2 separate regions of the Pan troglodytes genome follow, and region 1 is linked to region 2. Evidence: chromatin contacts called from public Hi-C data. All regions are on one chromosome and are shown on one strand. The core of a region is the stretch at or near the end of the contact, and the rest is flanking DNA. Distances in the headings are between cores, read along the strand shown.

The links. A called contact is a pair of places that touch in the nucleus more often than the background predicts.
Region 1: a Hi-C map of induced pluripotent stem cells shows a contact between it and region 2, with 2.2 times the contacts expected there. The contact joins the promoter of HTATIP2 here to the enhancer-like site in region 2. A contact is called at or near these places in 3 of 7 Hi-C or Micro-C datasets (induced pluripotent stem cells and stem cell-derived neural progenitor cells) and 1 of 1 other capture datasets (stem cell-derived neural stem cells).

What each region holds. Positions count from the first base shown.
Region 1 is chr9:24,397,258-24,400,036 of NHGRI_mPanTro3-v2.0_pri, reverse strand. HTATIP2 (HIV-1 Tat interactive protein 2) reads right to left here and starts at 1,518. Exons shown (of 6, transcript XM_001173819.6): 1 at 1,446-1,518; 2 at 763-958. The coding sequence starts at 957.
Region 2 is chr9:23,964,933-23,968,160 of NHGRI_mPanTro3-v2.0_pri, reverse strand. It overlaps NAV2 (neuron navigator 2), which reads right to left. Exons shown (of 39, transcript XM_508328.8): 8 at 2,818-3,228. Among named protein-coding and RNA genes, the nearest start is that of DBX1, 230 kb to the left of the region's middle. Within about 2 kb of position 1,465, at least 11 of the 24 cell types and tissues checked have an H3K27ac peak or open chromatin away from gene starts, as enhancers often do. A contact at or near this core is called in induced pluripotent stem cells, stem cell-derived neural progenitor cells and stem cell-derived neural stem cells, where this site is marked.

The DNA of each region.
Region 1 (2,779 bases), core at 269-2,768, 430 kb before region 2:
TTCGAGACCAGCCTGGCCAACATGGTGAAACCTTGTCTCTACTAAAAATACAAAAGTTAGCCAGGAGTGGTGACACACGCCTGTAGTTCCAGTTACTCAGGAGGCTGAGGCAGAAGAATCGCTTGAACCTGAAAGGCAGAGGTTGCACTGAGCCGAGATCGTGCCACTGCACTCCAGCCTGGGGGACAGAGTGAGACTCCGTCTCAAAAAAAAAAAAAAAAAACCTTTAACTTAGAGTGAAGGTAATATCCGATTTACAGACACAAGCCTGGGAAGTCAGGCAGGGCAAATTCTTGTAAGTGAATAACCCCATCTTTCACTGCCATAGACCTTTCTCACTCTGCAAAGCAGTTTCAGAATCCCTGACAATATTAGTGTGAAGTGCGCAGGTTGACAAAATCAGCAAAGTGGCTGAGAAAATTCTCAAGGTCACCAGGGCTGCTTCTAGAAGACAGCTGAAAACAGTGCTCTTCTGTCTCACCAGCCCCCACCCCCATTACAACCCAGACCCAGCTTTATAGGGTTGCAGATGGAGAGAAGGGCTTTGCCCAAGACCACACAATGAGCGGGAGGGAGGCACACCTGGGCTACAATCCAGGAGTCAGACTTCTGGGAGGGACTCTCACAGACCAATCTTGGCCAAGTTTTGATGGCCTCTCACTACCCCCACCACTGGCAGGGCAGTATTCAGCCTTTAGGCATGAAATATGTTCACCTCGCAGAATCCTGGGGGTCCATTTGAGTCCCAGCTGAAATACCCACCACATTTTTATAAGCTTCCTCGTCGAAGGTGAGCTTCCTCCGGCCAATGAGCGTGACTTTGGAAAACAGGCCCTGCTCCAGGATTTCCTTTAAGAGCACTCTGCCGGTTTCTCCGCTGGCGCCCAAAATAAAGACGGATTTATTCTGCATCCTGAAGTCTTCCCGAAGCTTCGACAGGGCTTCTGTTTCGGCCATGCTGGGGAAATAACATCGACAGGTGCCGGTCTTAGGGTGTCAGGGGACTGCCCGTCCTTATCCCGAGGAACAAGGGCTGTTTATCTGTTAGGGAGGAGGCTATTGTTCTCCGCAGTCCCGGCTCTGGGGAAAGTGCTGAGTCACGTGCGGGGCGCGGCTCCCCGGCCATCTCCCGCACCTGAGCCAGCAGACCCATCGGAAGGGGCCCGAGCTGGAGGGTGCGCCCAGGTGCCACAAGCTGCTGGCATCACTGGGCATCCCCCACGGTATCCCCGGCCCGGCCAGGAGACCTGGCCCAGCTCGGTCCCATACGCGGAGGGGTTACCTGGGGCCAGCCCCCGGCCCCGGGTCCTCACGACACAGCAGGAGCAGGGCGGCCGCCAGAGCAGCCGCCGCCGCCGCGCTCAGCGCCGCAGGCCCGGCCATCAGAGCATCCCACCTTCCCTGGTCGGACCGGGGGGGTTGGAGGCGACGGAGACAGCGCCTACCCGGCTTGGTCTTCCGGGTGGCCTCGCGGCGACGCTGCCTCGCCCCGCCCACAGGGGCGGGACCTGGGGACGAACTCCCGGCACCGTCACAGGCGCGGGGATGGTGACCCCGAGAGCACGTGCACGGAGCCGCGACCCTTCCTAAGTCTGGAATCTGCAAGACCCTCTTCCCGCGTTTTCCCTCACCTGCTGGGCTCAGCTCACCCAGGCGCCAGCTAGTAGACTTGCCAGACTTGATCTTCAATGGTCCCCCCAGCTGGAATGTCAATTGTATATTGGCCATCATCTCAAATTCACCAAGTCAAAAACTTAACCCTGCCTACCCAACCACCCCAAACAGGAATAAAACAAACCTATTCCTAGCCTCTCTTGGGTGTCACTGTCCCTACATACACATACACACACACACGCACACACACACACACCTCCTTCTACCCTGTCAAGTCAGAAATCAGGATTCCTTTGATCCCTTTCTTTTCTAGCCTTTCCACACTACAGACTTATCAAGTTCTGTTATCCCATCTGCCTTACAAATATTTCTCCCATGTAATTCAAGCTCTCATCATATCTCCCCAGAATAAATGCTCTTCCTGCCCAGGTCCTGGCCTAATTCGTCACCTAGATGGTTGAACCCGGGTGACCTTCCACACCTATGATTCAGTCTTCCTAGCCCAGATCAGTGGTTTGGGACACAGGTATCTACACTGGGCCTGTCCTGGATCTTGGAAGTCCTGAACAGAGGTTAGAATGACAAGCAGAAATCTGAATAATTTCAGATTGTTCAGGTTTTGTTGGGAACATTGGTCATTTGGGGGCCCCACCTCCCATCTAGAAGCCAATGAAACACATTGCCTCTTCCATCTCCATGGGAGTTATTATATGTAGGCTTTGCCTAGGGTCAGCCAACCAGAGGCTCACACATAGGTTTTCAGTTTTGGAGGAGTAATGAAAAGATGCAGTGAAGGCCTGAGATATATGTGGGTTGGTTGGGGCAAGGGTATAGGATTATGGCATCATATGATCCACCAGCCATCTGATGATCTGATCTTGTCTTAAATTCCTGCCTGTTTTCAGAGACTGTTGTGAATACAGTACTTCCTGTTATTCTTCTGATAAATTCCTGTGCTGTATAAGCTTACCAGATATATTCTGTTGTTTGCAATAAAAAAGCTTGATTAATACAGAGCAGTGTGGTTCATTCCCCACTGGCCTGTCACAGTGCCTGGACTCTTCCCTTTGAGTTCCTAAAGCTTTTCTACAAGAATGCAATGTTAAACCTTGTCAGCAAACACTGTCCTAGTAATTCATTTATCAAATCTGTCACAGAAATTATT
Region 2 (3,228 bases), core at 216-2,715:
GTGGCGTGATCATGGCTCACTGCAACCTCCGCTTCCGAGGTTCAAGGGATTCTCATGCCTCAGCCTCCGGAGTAGTTGGGACTACAGGCGTGCACCACCTCGCCAGGCTAATTTTTGTATTTTTAGTAGAGATAGGGTTTCACCATGTTGGCCAGGCTGGTCTTGAACTCCTGACCTCAAGTGATCTGCCCACCTTGACCTTCCAAAGTGCTGGGATTTCAGGTGTAAGCCACCATGCCCAGCCCACACCTGGTTTTAAACATGAGCCCCTCTAGTCTAGTTCTGTGACTTGGGGCAAATTGCTTAATTACCTCTAAGCTGCTAGCTCATGGAGGTGTGGGAAGAATGAAGTGAGCTAAGATGTGGAAAGCCCTTAGCGGACTCTCTACCCACACTCGATCAATACCTGTTCCTGCAGCCAGTGCCTAAGACCTCAGAGGGCACCAAGGGCTGATAAAGGACAGGGCCCAGGTGTCCTGATTCGTATCCTGGTGCTCTTATTTCCAGCGTCACTTCCCAGACTCCCCTAAAGATGAAGGCAACTCAGAGGGGACAGAAGGACGTTAGTTACCCAGAGTGGGCATTAACGTAAAAATGGGGCTAGTCAGATCCACATCATAGACGTTTTCCTCTTCCTCCTGTCAGACATTTGCTCTTTATCATTAAGACTTTTTCTTCTGATAGAAAAGCTGGAAATAAAAAAAGGTTATATCTTTTATAATCTTTCAAATGATTATAGCAAACAACAAAAAAAGAAGGAATGGGATTGATGGTGATCAAAGACTGTGATATTTTAATTTTGAAAATGCAAATTGAGAAGCTGTGAATCCTGAATATGTATTACCTTAAGACTAATAATGCTATTGGAATTATAAAAATTTCATATGGAGCTATTTAGTTGCCTCCACACTTCAGAGAACAGTTCATGGCTGGGCGCAGTGGCTCATGCCTGTAATCCTAGCACTTTAGGAGGCCGAGGAGGGTGGACTGCCTGAGCTCAGGAGTTCAAGACCAGCCTGGACAACATGGTGAAATCCTGTCTGTATTAAAATTAAAAAAAAAAAAAAAATTAGCCAGGCATGGCGGCATGCACCTGTAGTCCCAGCTGCTCAGGAGAGGCTGAGGCAGAAGAATTGCTTGTACCTGGGAGGCAGAGGTTGCAGTGAGCTGAGATGGTGCCACTGCACTCCAGCCATGGCGATAGAGCGACACTCCATCTCAAAAAAAAAAAAAAAACCAGAAACAAAACAAAACAAAACAAAACAAAAGCCGTGTATGTAGACCAGCTGAGTCATTATCTAAGCCCTGGTGCTCTTCTCAGGATTGTGAGCTGAGCTGATGACTTGATTCAATAAAATGAGACCTCCCAATTAAAAAGATTGGTATGACCCTCACTGAAGGAGAATGCAAGCAGAACAAAAGGAAGGAGTGCAATGCCTGACATTCCTTTGCTGGCCTGGTGCTGGCTGGCTTTCCTTTGAAAGCACTTAAGCCAGTCCCTCCACCAGCTATTGGCAGGAACTGTAACAGAGACCTCTAGAACACAGTTCAGGAGGAAAGAGGGAATATCGAATTCTTTGGGGAATCATACAAACATAGCAAGCTGAAAGTCTGGGCATGCACCTATGCACCTGAACAGGTATGTAAATACGTGTATGCACATATGCCTTTGCATTTTATGTATGAATGTATACTTGTGTCCATGCTTATACGTGACTTTTAATGTGTGTCCACATGTATGGCTGTATGAGTGTGAGTGTACAGCTGTGCATATATATGCACTTGAGGTACAACTGTAAAATACGTGTCTAGAATGTGACACTTGATCATTAATCCTCTTTTGTGTGTACAAGTATTAGTTATCCAATTGTGCAGTGTGGCCAAATGCACTGCTCATCTCCAGCACAGGATCGAATCAGGCACTGTCAGTGAAAGCTCTGGGAATTATAAGAACTTTAAGGGCAGGGGCTGGGGAGCTTCCATCTGCCTGGAGTGGACTCATCCATGTGTATGACATGGCCCCTGAAGCCCATGTGCCTCATTCAGTAAGGGGTGTGGTGTAGCCTGAGCAATGAGCAATGTCACTGACCAGAATCACACGGAGCAGCAGCACCACTGTGTGGACTGGCTCCACACAGCCTCCCATGGTCCTGAGGATGTGCCATCAAAGAGACAGGGGCTAGGGGACAGATAAGGACAGAAGGATCCATCCATTGCCACAAACACCCAGGCTTATGTCCTCAGAACATGAGCTCTTCTGTACTTCTAGAACCAGCCCCTCCCCTACCATTACTCTTCTCCCCAATGTCCCTCTCCCTTCAGAAAGCCCCAGCACTCAGCAGGGACTGTGAGGATCTGGATGTTCAAGGCAATCCCTGCTATAAGAAATCTTAGTTATTGAGCCAGGTGTTTATTATTTATTTTTTAAGTATGTTGGGATGTGTTAGGACTAATGCTGGGGACTGTCGGGTGACACCAAACCGCCCCCACCCTCATATTTAGGCCTTCATGCTTTCTGCTCAGGGAAGCTGCTACTACAAGGCCTGGGGTCCCCACATTCCTATGCATCCTGGGATCAGCTCACATTTTACTTCCCTTCTTCAGCTTTCTCTGTTCCTTCCCCAACCTGTGCTGTATGAACTGCTCCCTGGAGCACATTGTGTCTGCTTCTCTTAGGAGTTTATCACATGGTTTCTTAGCTATTGACTTAAGTATTCCTGGAGCACAGTCTAGCTCCTGCCCTTACAGACCCGGAATCCACTATAAAGGAACTTTTACCCAATGTCCCAGGCAGCACAGGTGGGTGGCAGCTCCTACCTGTACAGGAAAGGTGCAACCGTGGCAGTGTTGGGATGGTTGTATTGCTGCTGGGGCTGAGGTAGCTGAACACTGACGGTATTGCTTCCTGTGGTCTGGGTGGTCCCGACGGACCCACTGACAGTCTGGCTGCTGATGCTGTGGTTCAGGGTGGTCCCTCCTGGGCCTTTTCCTTCTGAGGACGCCAGGCTGGAAGAGGAACTGGAGTGTCTGCCGTCCAGCTGGGGCTTCTGCTGGGGGAGTCCTGAGCTCAGCTTCCCACTCCGGCTCCGCTCCCCTTCCTTGGAAGGCGCTGGGGCACTTGGGGATTTCCCGGGCATGCTCTTCATTCCTGGTTTTGGTATTCCACTGTGGGAAGGGGCCATGGGCTCCTTCTTGGCACTGTTGAGCTTCCCCCCTTTGGGGATGAAG